Linked DNA regions of Oryctolagus cuniculus: region 1 is linked to region 2. The links are chromatin contacts, called in public Micro-C maps. All regions are on one chromosome and are shown on one strand. The core of a region is the stretch at or near the end of the contact, and the rest is flanking DNA. Distances in the headings are between cores, read along the strand shown.

Region 1 (6,151 bases), core at 1,360-3,859, 280 kb before region 2:
CAGAGGACTTAAGAGACAGAAAGGAATGGTATCAAGACAACCACATCTCTTCTACTTGTACTCCTGAAATAAAAGCCCAAGATGGACAGGCCATTTCGCCTTGTTCTCAATGAAGGCAGAACATCTTACAATAGAGGAAAATCTTAGGATCTTACTTTATTTAAAAAAAAAAAAAAGATTTAACCAAGATGGGAATGCAAAAGAAAACAGTATTAGCAAAAGAAGTTGCTGGGTGGTAGCGTTCCCCAAACCACCTCTATGCTAACTTTAGGCTCACTCTCTTCTGGATCTACTTATTCAGGTTTACCCAGCCTCCAGGACTCCACTTAACTGCCTTCCCAGAATTCTTAAGGTGGAGGACTCATAGGTAATTCAGTACACATCCACCTAACTCAGAAATTAGTTTTGCTCTAGATCCCTGAGTATTTTCAGCGACTGAAAGCAAGCACTCCTGAAGCTGCCTATTCCATCCTGCAGTGTTCATCATTACAAGGTCTTTTTTAATACAGGTCTGAAATCTGATCACTTACAACTCTTACCATTATGCCTAACTGTGGCTTCTACAGTTGAAGGAAATAATTTTGCTCCTTCCAGAACAGCCTCTCAGTATTTGAAAAGCATTGTCAGGTCTTCTTTTCCAAATTCTTCTGTGTTCTGGCCAACCCGCAGTCACTTTAGCTTGCCTGAGAATGCAGTGCTTAGAACTCAACATGATACCCTTAAGTAGCTGAGTGAGCACAAAATAGAGTAGACAACAATAGCTCCCTAGATCTGGACACTAAGTTTCCATATTATAAACATAGCATTAGCTGTGTTTTCAAAATGGCCATGTCAGGCTGTTGGCTGAACAACAAGGAAGCAGTCAGCTAAAACCCAAAGAAAATTTTTTTTTAAAGATAAATAAAAGTTTGCTAGTTCAGCACCTAGATATAGTAACATTGAACACAAACTGAAAGTTGCTATTAACCAAATGCAACAGTAGCTAGAAATTTAAGTGCTCGGTACAAACAATAGAATGGGATATAAAAAATACCTAGAAATTAAAACCTCAGAACAAACAATACATTGTTTTAACTGGTATATGGGATAGTTCATTATATTATTATGTCTAACTCAGAGTTTGAAATTTTCCACAATAAAGTTTTAAATGTACTTTAAAAAACAAGCTCTGTACAAACATCCAATAGCTCCCCTTCTTACACATAATCTGATCCCTACTTTTTTTCCAGCCTCATAGAGCATCTTATTCTCCCATTATCCAACTATATTGTACTATTTCTCTTTTTTCCAAAAAAAATTATCTATTTGTAAGGCAGAGCATCAGAGGGAGAAGAAAGAGAAATCTTCCATCATCTGGTTTACTCCCCAAATGGCCTCAAGAGCCAGGAGCCAGGAACTCCGTCTGGGTCTCCCACATGTGTGGCAAGAGCCCAAGTACTCTGGAAATCATCAGCAGCCTCCCCAGGTGCATTAGCATCAGAGCAGCAGGGACTCAGATGGGATGCCAGGGCTCCATGCCATGGCTTAACCCGCTGTGTCACAGCAGCCCCTGTACAAACTTTTCTTTCTCTTTCATAATGTAAGCTGATTGTGACTGTGATTTAGTATTTGCTTCCTTTTGAGCCTTTCTCCACCTAACAAAAACCCTATTTCTGCAAAGCTGACTTTCGATGTTACCTCTACAAAGTCTGTCACAGCTCCAGCTCAGCAAAATGCTAAGTACACAGAAGGAAGCAACAAATGCGTATTACCAAAGTCAGTGAAACTTCTCGGAGAGGTTGGCCCGCCCAAGGGTCACAGCGCTCTCAAGAGAAGGAGCTGAGACTAGAACCCATGGCTCCTGAATCAAGATCTTTCCATTCCCCGATTCACTTGATTATAACCTAAGAGTAGTAAACAGTGTTTGCTGCTCCCACAAAAGCGTTTGTAGAAGGAAGGAGAAGCAAAAAAAAAAAAAAAAAAAAAAAAAGAAAAAAATTAAAGAAATGTTGCAATAGGAAAGTAACAGTCTTTTCCATTTCTATATTGGGATCTTTCTATCCAACAAGTAAGGATCAGAGAACTGTGGGACTCAACAGAGAAAAAGCGACTTAATCAATAATGCATTCATTCACACACCATTCTGAATGTCTACTATGTTCCAGGCCCTGCATGCATCGCTGGAGACACAGGATGAACAAAACAGTCATTGACCACAAGCAGCTCTTCGCCTAGGGGGAACTACTACCTTTTAAACAGCAGTAACTTTAAATACTGCACTCAGATTTCTTGAAGAGAGGAGCCCCAGCAACCAAGTTTTCAAACCAGGCTCACAGATCAGCAGCCCAGAAGTCTCAGCCCAGCTCCACCACATCCAGGTCTGCAGTTCCCAATTCTCAGGTCAGGCACTCTCTCTCGGTCAGCACCGGGCCACTCGGAGTTAAGAGCGAAACCTGAACTTCAATTCCCTCCTACCCGGCCCTTCCCTTGCTTACGTCATCCAAGAGCGCCGGGGACGCGGGGACAACGCCATTAACGGCACTTCCTTGTCACGTGACAGGTTACGTCCCCTTGCGCGTGGCCCCACCCCCTCGAGCCGCCGTCGCAATGACGCTCCCTACGGCCTGCAGTCGGCGAGCCGCCGCGGGTTGAAGACACGGCGCTGGACCGCACCGGAGGAGCTCTAGACCAAATGGGTGGCCCGCCAGGATGCCAGTATCCTTAAGTGCTCAAGACCGGAGAGAGGAAACAAAACAGTCGGGAACCGGTGGGGGAGGGAGGGAATTAGCGGAAGGTGTCATGGCGGCCGCGCTCTGTGGTCACGTGTCCTGCAAGCCCGCCTTCGAACTTCCGGTCACGTGCCCTCAGAACCCTCGCAGCCAGCGATGGAGGCGAGACCCCCCAGTAACAGAGGCGGTGGCGACGGCTGCGGCCACTGGGTTTCCGCCTCTTCCCAGCAGCAGCTCTAAGAAGCGCAGCGGAACTCGACCTGACCCAACACAGCTACTTACTCCCTGCTCAGGGTTGTGGCTTCCACCTGGTAAGTTAAGACCGAAGAATGGGGGTGGGCAAGCGGTAGGCGGTGGTGGGCGGTGAGGAGCTGACAGGCCCCGGGGCCGCCGGACGGCGTGGATCCTGTCCCTTACCCCAGCGTTGCTGTCGCGGTAGCCACGGTGCCCAAGCCTACGGTCTCGTTTGCCCTTTATTATCCCAGAGCGGGGAGGAGGCGACCGCTAAGCTACTTGTCTAAGGCAAGCCTGCCGTTCCACTGAGAGCAGGGACTCAGAGGTTTCTCCACAGCCAGGATCGGGCTTGCCTGGTGAGAAATAAGGAAGTGAGGCCTCTCCTGGGCAGGGGTTAGGGAACGTGCTTAGAGCCGATGTCTGTTAAGAGCAGCTCTCACCTTGGGGTCTGCGCATTCCTCGCTTCTAAACCTGTCAGTCCTTCCTCTGTTAAAAGCCTTAACACTTGTGCCAACCCACACACCCAGTTTTGGTTATGCACAATTTGGTTGTCAAGTTGTGGTAAAAAGTAGACCATCTGTATGTGGAAATACATAATTATTTTTATAAATTTCCCAGTGTTCTCAGAGGCTGAGTGGAGTAAGATACTGTATTGATTGGCTCTTAAACGACCATTTTAACATCTATAAAATGGAGGTGGCGGAAAGATAACATTTTTACGCACTGGAAGATCCAGTTTTAAAAACTGGAAAATTGAGTAGTTTGAAATATACCTTGCAGTAAGTACTGGCTCCATAGAGATCGATGTTCTGACTATCCAGGCAGGTGAGTTCCAGACCTTTTTTAGGAGAACCATTTCCTCCCACGAAGCCCCGGACCCCAGCCTAGGAAACCGCATGCTGTGGCGGAACTGAGTTTAGCAGGACCAGACCCCGTGCCCTGAGCCTGGCCTCTGCCCCTGAAGCATCTTCTGGGAGTACAATTTGAAAGCCACTGATCTGGACTTTGGTAATTAAGCTGATGTTGCCAGCTTCCAATTTTTACTTAAAATAGAGCAGTTGAGGCTTCCTGGGACTCTAGAAAGAACTTTGTACTATTAGCAGACCAGAATTCCACATTCAGAAAGAAAGAAACGATCAGCTAACCTCACTCAGCTGAGCTTTAGTGGGGCTCACCTTTATAGGTGATAGCTAAATACACATTGCAGTACAAATGTATAAAAGTAACCCAAGCCAATGGAGAAAGGGCTCTTTATAAATACTAGGGGGATTGGTGCTGTCCAGAGGAAGGATTTGTTAAAGGTGAAGCAAATGATTAGCTCCAGGCGTTTGTGAATGCTTCTGATGTGTCCTGCCCTCCAGGCTCAGAGCTTCTCGCTGCTGACATATCGGTGCATCTTAATAGCCTGCTTCTCTGTGTTCTTTTTTTTTTTTTTCCACCTATCAGCAGAGTGTTGTCTGGTGTGCTGTGAGCTTCCCTAGCATTTTGGCCACCATTTCTACCTCAGGGATCCTGCTGTTAGAGCTGTCTTTGTGTCCTCCTTACTTTATCTCTCTCTTGCCGTCAGTGTGTGGGGGTCAGGCATTGATTTTATAGTCCTTCTCTCACTTGGATTGCCGACTGATGACTCTTCTCTTGATTTTGGACATGGACTCGTGTCAGCCTGCAGTATTTATTAGTGAATGTGAGCCGGTTGCCCTCTGTTATGCATCTGTGCCGCATTTCCCGCCGGCCTCTCCCTGCACTGCCGTGAAATGAAAAACGACTGGGAAAGTGTCCTTAAACCAGTATGTTTAGGTCACTCTTTACATATTTTTAAGGTGTTATTCCCAGTAATGTTGAGTTGCTAAACACTTTGTTGCCTAAGGGCAAGCAGCATTCCCAATCTCCATTTTTTTGTGCTGATAGTTCCAGCAGCTTAAGAAAGAGTGCCAAGGAGTGTATGTTTCACTTGTGTTTTTTTTTTTTTTCTCCATTTATCTTTATCTAGGGGTATAGGTAATGGAAATGCAGATGCAATAATTTAAAGGTTTCTGCTCACTTGTTTCTTATTCCTGTCACTAGAATGTGTGAGAAGTAGTAGTCCCATCTGTGAGTTGAGAGCTGTAGCACTTTCTGGAGTTTAACCCAAGATGTATGTGCAAATGTTTCTTTTGTCTTTTTAATAGCAAAGATCTTCAGTGTCTCAGTGGTTTATTGGGTTCTTCCTGTGGGCCTAACTGTGCTGCTGGGCGTTGTATTGCAGTGAACACAAAATAGTGCGTCTGGCCTCTGCCTTCCTTTAGGAAGCTGGCAGTCTGTCAGGGGAGATGTACATCAAAATCATGACTTCAAAAGTGAATTGTGGCAAGTGTGGCAAGGATGCTAGGAAATCTTAGCTAGTAACGTTAACGCTTAAAGTGAAAAAATGAGCTAATTGGTGGGAAGAGGGCCAAATGAATATACGGAGGCCAAAGAACAAGGCATAGATGCTTATCTTCAGGAAAATTTTTTAAGACATATGCAAATTGTACATATTTATGGGCACTGTATGGTGTTTCAATATGTATCTCCTCAAACATTTATTTATGATGAAAACATTCAAAGTGCTGTCTTCTAGAGTTTTTAAGAGAAATACAGTACATTAACATTATCTGTAGTCATCCTACTGTGCAGAAGAACTACAAAACTTCCTGTTCCTATCTATCAGTAACTTAACACTATTAATAACCTCTCCACAGCCCTCCTTCCTCTCCCCCTCCCCTGCCTGTGGTAACCACCATTATACTTTTCAGAAAGATGGCTGTGTTTTTGGACTCCACAAATGAGTGAGATAGTAACTAAGTTTCTTAATGCCTTTGCCGAAGGATTTTGCTATTTAAAGAAGTCTTGTGACAGATTATTTCATAAAGTGAATAATCTTTTAAGTCAGTCTAGATCTTTAGCCACCTGATTTGTTTAAATATAGCCTGCACCAATAATATTTTTCATAAATTATTTTGTGGCTTTTTCAGAGTTCTATTGGGAAGAATTGTTTGCCACCAAAGAATCTCCTAACTTCATGAAAAATTTGGAAATCAGAGAAACCATTGTAGGGTAGCCCCCGTGGTTTTATTACATCTCCTGAAATTGGTCCTTGTACAACTAACAAGAGGTGCTACAGATGACCAGGGAAACTTGCCAAACAAATTAGCTGTGAGACAATTGACCAGTTGTGCCTAGTGTCCCAT
Region 2 (6,161 bases), core at 1,557-4,056:
ACTCCAAAGACTAAATTCTGAGTGCCAGCTCTGACAGGATCCAAATGGAAGGCCCGAGAGAAGATGGCTCAAAGGGGAAAAGGAACAAGCACTAGAGAAGGGATCTAGCCTAGCTGTCGGTTACTGCAAAGCCTCCGTGGTCCCCAGACCATCACTCAATCAAGTTCATATTGAGCAGGATGTATATACAGCAGGGAAAGGTCTGTGGACACTGTCTTTGTGACTTAAAGTATCTCTTGACTTGGACAGTAGTTTACCAAGGTACTTATCTTTACTTGCTTTCCAATAATCTGTTTTACTGTACAACATGTCTGTTACATTTTGTAATAGGTAGCTGGGAGACTTCAATCACATCAAATAGGTTTTTTTAGAAATATAGGAAAGATGGCAAAATATTAATATGTTAAATATGGGATGCAAATATAAGGGCCTATGTTAACATTCTGTATGTTTGCAAGCATCCAAATTACTTTAAACTGATAAAAAAAAATGAAAGGAGTAGATTAGGCCTAGTGATGAAGACACCTCAAGACACAGACATCCCTTATCACCAGGCTCCGCCCTTGACTGCAGCTTCCTGCTAACCCTGGAGGAAGCAGTTCTGGCTGGAGTGATTGGGTTCCTGCCATCCACACAGAAGACCTGGATTCAGTTTCCAGCTCCTGGATTTGGGCTCCAGCTCCAGCAGCTAGTGGTGGGCACTTGGGAAGTGAACCAGGTCGAGGCAAGCTCTCTTTATGTCTATCTTGCTTTCAAATAAAAAAAACTTAAAAGAGTAAATAGAATATTTAGATGAATCAAGTTACAGCAAGATCATGGATTAAATTTAACCATATCTTATCATCTTGTTCGGTTCCTGAATAGTTTATTTTGTGACTTTAATTCCATGTAAAAAGATAAGGATTATAATGCTAACTAAATCAAACATCTAGGCTTACTAGTTTTTGTGGGGAGGGGTGGGAAGCATTATTCATAAAATATATACCTTTTATTCATATATTCCATTGTAAATGACTTTACCAATTTACTATTTTTCTTTTTACTGTGTGAATCTACAAATAGGTAAAGTCTGTATTCTGAAATACACATACATTTTGAAATTTTCTGCTTATAGGATCCTATGTGTGCTTTCCTCCTGGCAGTTACTATGGGCTTTTTATAGAATGAGAAATGATTAGTTTCTGAGCCTTCCACAGAACATTTGTTGGGCATCAAAGCTAATATTATCTCTGGTCTCTACTGGAACTCAGGAAGATCTAGAATGACATATGGATCAAATTATGTAAAGATGAGTAATTACCAGAGCCAACGGTGACTTATTGAGAAATTTACAGATGCAGACACCAATTCTACTGTTCAGGTTTTCAAAGGTTTGCGACCACAGCTTCAGCAGGGAAAGCTCATTGCTCATGGCTCAGGGCATGATTATTCTAAGTCCCTGGGCTGGGAGATGACTGAGATACACATACATTTTACTAGCTGTTTAATTATATTCACATCAGTATTTTCAAAGGGATTAAAAAAAAATGGACCAGCCAGATGGAAAATGGCAGAAGAGGAAAAAAATATTACTACTGGAATATACAAAACTCGAGGAAATTCAGAGCACATACTGAGAGCTCAATAAATTCCAGCTGAATTGACTTTAACAGAGCTGCTGAGTTTCACCTCAGTGCTCAAACCGCAGGTATCACAACGCAATTTATCGGCTTACAGCTGTGCTGTGGGGACCATCTGAGGATCCAGAAATGACTCTATGCAAAACAACTACAAGCCCGTAAACCAGGCACACTCCCGCACTTAGGCATTTATATTCTGTCTTTCCTCCGATCTCCGCGTATTAACGAAGAGGCAAACAGCTCCTGAGCAAACGGAACCCAAATTTCAAACAAAGACTGCAATCTGGACAAGTCAACGGAAGCCACAGCCACCTCAGTGTAGTGCTGGGCCAAGGATTTCCTGGAAGCTGCTGCTAAACTTCTCTTATCAACATCAAAGATGAAACTCCCCCTTTGCAACGTAAGACAACTCGAGCACCCCGCTGGCTGAGTGGGTGGGGCCACGAATCCGAGAAGTAGTTCTAGAAATCAACGCTTCATCCGAAGATGGGAAAAAAACAAACAACAACAACAAAAAAAACAGCCAAAAAGGCTATCAGGCAAAGTCCCCTACAACCTCTAGACCTCCACTACATCCACGCTTCCGAGTCCTCAACCTTTGGGCTGAAGTTGACGCCGAAGCCAGAAACTACTGAGCGCTCCCCATTCCACTAAGTGCCAGGCACGGCTCGCTCGCAGGCTTCCACCCAAGCCGCAAAGCCCGGGTTGCAGAGCAAACAAACTAAGCCGGCGAAACCCACTCACAGGAACGCTCCCGCCTCGCGTCCCAGTCCCGCTTCACCCCACATTCCCGAGTGTAACCCCAAGACAAGGAGAGGGGGTAGCTGCCTGGAAGTTCCGGGCCACACACACTCCCAACTTGAGGACGGGGGTCTCCTCCAGCGGCGCCCCAGCTGCCACTTACCGGCACATTGTTGACTCCTTGTCCTTTGGAAGCTATCAGCAGAATTTCTCTGAAGTCCATGTTCGGCCGAAGCCAGGCACTCGGGAAGGAGTCAGACGCACCTTACCGAGTCGCCCGGCTACAGCCAAGTGAACTGCCTCGGAAGCCCCTCTCCCACCCCTCTTCAGGGCGGCCACTTCCGGCGCCTTCCAATGCCGTCTGCCCGCCCCCTACCCCCGCAGCGGCCTATATTCTTTCTGGGCCGCCGCGGCGCTCGCGAGTCCTTGCGTAACTTCCGCTTTTAGGTCCAAGACACGTAGAAACGTGATACGTGGCTGCTGGCGTCAGCTCAAAGGGCGGGACTAAGCCCTTCGTCAACCAAAGAGACGCAGCCCAGCAAACTGCGGGGTGTGGCTAAAGGGAACAGCTGTTTCTCCGGCTGCCTGGGCGCTCGGCCTGTTGGTCTGGGTTCTCCTTGTGAGCACTGGGTAGGGGAAGCGAGGAACGGGGTGGGGTGCGGAGCGGCACCTGCCAGACCTAGGTTCTGTGGGTGTCGCAGGTGGGTGCTCAAATCCGGAACGGAGGGGTCTCGAGCCGGAGATTTCAGTTACCGGTTTCTAGGCGCTCGGGACGCTGCGTAGAGACGAACCAACAGACCTGGCGTCTGGGATACGCTGGTCCGGGCGCTTGCTGTGCGCTCACCTCCTCCACAGATGCACGATGCCGGATGTAGAGACTGGCCCTTACTGTTTTTGCCCATTTAGATGACAGACTCCACGTAGGGCAGATGACTTTTGCCCGGGAAGAGGGAAGGAACAGCTTAGGTAGAGACCCAGACGACATAGGTGAACATACTGGCCCATATTCATTTCGAGCCTACTTCTGGCTTTCATTTGAGAGTTGTCTTGGGTCTGTAAGGTTTCGATTCAGTGAATCAGACAAACCTGGGCTGAGCTTAGAAACGGGCCTGGGGTTGATCTGGGGTTTATGCCCTTTGGAAAATCCGTCCAAGATCTGTTAAGAACAACATGCCTTGTGTGGTGAGCTAATCCTGCCATCTTCTCTCCCATTCCTCCAATTTGTCTGTGACTTACAGGACAGAGAACAAGTTTTATCTTAGGATCTGGGGCGGGGGGAGCTTCATTGGCCACAGACAACTCCAGCCGTGTGGACTTTTGCTTGGCTTGGGCCACAGCCTGCTTTTCTCCCTGTGAATCAATGAATTTCTTTGTCTTTTTCACTATAATGTTTGCTTTCCAGCTCAGGCCAGTTTCACAGCTAGCTAAGGCAAGTGTTCCACGTTACCAGAAGGGCCCCTTTGTGCTCAACACCTTTTTACCATTCCCGCTTTGGCTCCTTTCAGAATGTCCCTTCAACAAGTTCCCATTGTTCTTATGGTAGAGACCAAAAACCTAACTCCCACCGTTTTTTTTGTTTTTTTTGTTTTTTTTGTTTTTTTTTTTTTTTTTTTTTTTTTTGACAGGCAGAGTGGACAGTGAGAGAGAGAGACAGAGAGAAAGGTCTTCCTTTGCTGTTGGTTCACCCTCCAATGGCCGCCGCTGATCCGAAGGCAGGAGCCAGGTGCTTATCCTAGTCTCCCATGGGGTGCAGGGCCCAAGGACTTGGGCCATCCTCCACTGCACTCCCTGGCCACAGCAGAGAGCTGGCCTGGAAGAGGGGCAACCGGGACAGAATCCGGCGCCCTGACCAGGACTGGAACCCGGTGTGCCGGCGCCGCTAGGCAGAGGATTAACCTAGTGAGCTGCGGCGCTGGCCAGCTCAGCTCTTTGTATCCTGGAGTATACCCAGCTCTCTTCCCGTCCAGGAACTTCCCATATATTCCCCTCTGCCTGGTATGCACCCCTCTAATCCATCCGCTGAGCCAGCTACAGGTCATTTTCCAGTACTCCGTAAGTCTTTGATGGGTTGGTGATTATCAGGGTTCAAGCTCCAGCTCTATGGACTGCTGGGTATTCTATTACCTTCAGCAAACACTTGATGTCTGTACCTGTCTTATCACCTATGAATGTAAACTAGCAACGATAGACTTGCTGTAAAATAATGTGTGCAAGGAAGATCAGTACCTTACTGTTATAGGCGTAGTTGTGTTCATAATTCATAGCCTGATGTCCTAATCCCCAGTACCTCAGAGTGTAAGATAGGTTCTTGAAAGAAATAATGAAGTTTAAATGAAGTCATTAGGGTGGGCCTAATTCAGTATCCTGGGTGCTCTTGTAAGAAGAGAATATAGAGATAATGTATGTCATAGAGGGAAGATTGGGTAATAGTTTGGGTGTCCCCCAAAGGCATGTTAAAAAATCTTGATCCCCGCAATCTTACATCAATGAATTAAAGATGGAACTCGGCCGGCACTGTGGCGTCCCGGGTAAAGCTGCCCCCTGCAGTGCCGGCATCCCATATGGGTGCCAGTTTGAGTCCTGGCTGCTTCACTTCTGATCCAGCTCTCTGCTATGACCTGGGAATGCAGTGGAAGATGGCCCAAGTGCTTGGACCCCTGCACCCATGTGAGTGACCCAGAAGAAGCTCCTGGCTTCTGGCTTCAGATGGGCCATTGCAGCCAATTGGGCAGTGAACCAGAGAATGGAAAACCTCTCTCTCTCTGCTTCTCCTCTCTGTGTGTAACTCAGACTTTCAAATAAATAAATAAGTCTTTTTTTTTCCAGGTAGTACAATTTTTATTTGTGCAGACAAAAAATGGAATAATTCTTTTTTTATATTTTTTTTAACTTTTATTTAATGAATATACATTTCCAAAGTACAGCTTATGGATTACAATGGCTTCCCCCCCATAACGTCCCTCCCACCTGCAACCCTCCCCAAATAAGTCTTAAAAGAAAAAAAAAAGGTGGAACTTAATCCAGTTATGGGATCTGAAAATGGAATCTTGGGAAATGATTGGATTGCATTAGATGACTAGGGTGGGGCCCTTTTTTTTTTTATTTTTTTTTTATTTTTGACAGGCAGAGTGGACAGTGAGAGAGAGACAGAGAGAGAAAGGTCTTCCTTTGCCGTTGGTTCACCCTCCAATGGCCGCCACTGCAGCCGGCGCACCGCGCTGATCCGATGGCAGGAGCCAGGATCCAGGTGCTTTTCCTGGTCTCCCATGGGGTGCAGGGCCCAAGCACCTGGGCCATCCTCCACTGCACTCCCTGGCCATAGCAGAGAGCTGGCCTGGAAGAGGGGCAACCGGGACAGAATCCGGCGCCCCAACCGGGACTAGAACCCGGTGTGCCGGCGCCGCAAGGTGGAGGATTAGCCTGTTGAGCCACGGCGCCGGCTCTAGGGTGGGGCCCTTTAATCCAATCGTGGTGACTTTTGGAGCAAGCTCATCATGTGATCCTTCCTCTGCACTCCCTCTGCCACCCGCCACCCTCATTACACACTAGACCGACGTGGCTCATCAGGACCGCAAACTTCCAGAACCATGAGCCAAAATAAATAAGCCTTCCTTGATAAATAGCTCCTCTCGAGTATTTGTTTTCCTGCCTAATACACCATGTGAGGACACAGGACACAGCTGTTTACGAGTGAAGGAGAGGGATCTTCAGATGCCAACACCTTGATCTTGATTTTCTAGCCTCCGTAATGGTGAGAAAACCAGTTTCTGTTGTGTAGGTCACCCAGTGTAGGGTGTTTGG

What was found. A called contact is a pair of places that touch in the nucleus more often than the background predicts.
Region 1: a contact with region 2 is called in a Micro-C map of ear pinna, with 3 times the contacts expected there. The contact joins the promoter of HPS5 here to the promoter of SPTY2D1 in region 2. A contact is called at or near these places in 3 of 6 Hi-C or Micro-C datasets (ear pinna, psoas muscle and an unstated tissue).

The regions. Positions count from the first base shown.
Region 1 is chr1:48,075,923-48,082,073 of mOryCun1.1, reverse strand. It overlaps HPS5 (HPS5 biogenesis of lysosomal organelles complex 2 subunit 2), which reads right to left and starts at 2,609. Exons shown (of 23, transcript XM_070072629.1): 1 at 2,475-2,609. GTF2H1 (general transcription factor IIH subunit 1) reads left to right here and starts at 2,809. Exons shown (of 14, transcript XM_070072665.1): 1 at 2,809-3,019.
Region 2 is chr1:47,792,545-47,798,705 of mOryCun1.1, reverse strand. It overlaps SPTY2D1 (SPT2 chromatin protein domain containing 1), which reads right to left and starts at 2,806. Exons shown (of 6, transcript XM_002721371.5): 1 at 2,524-2,806. The coding sequence starts at 2,583.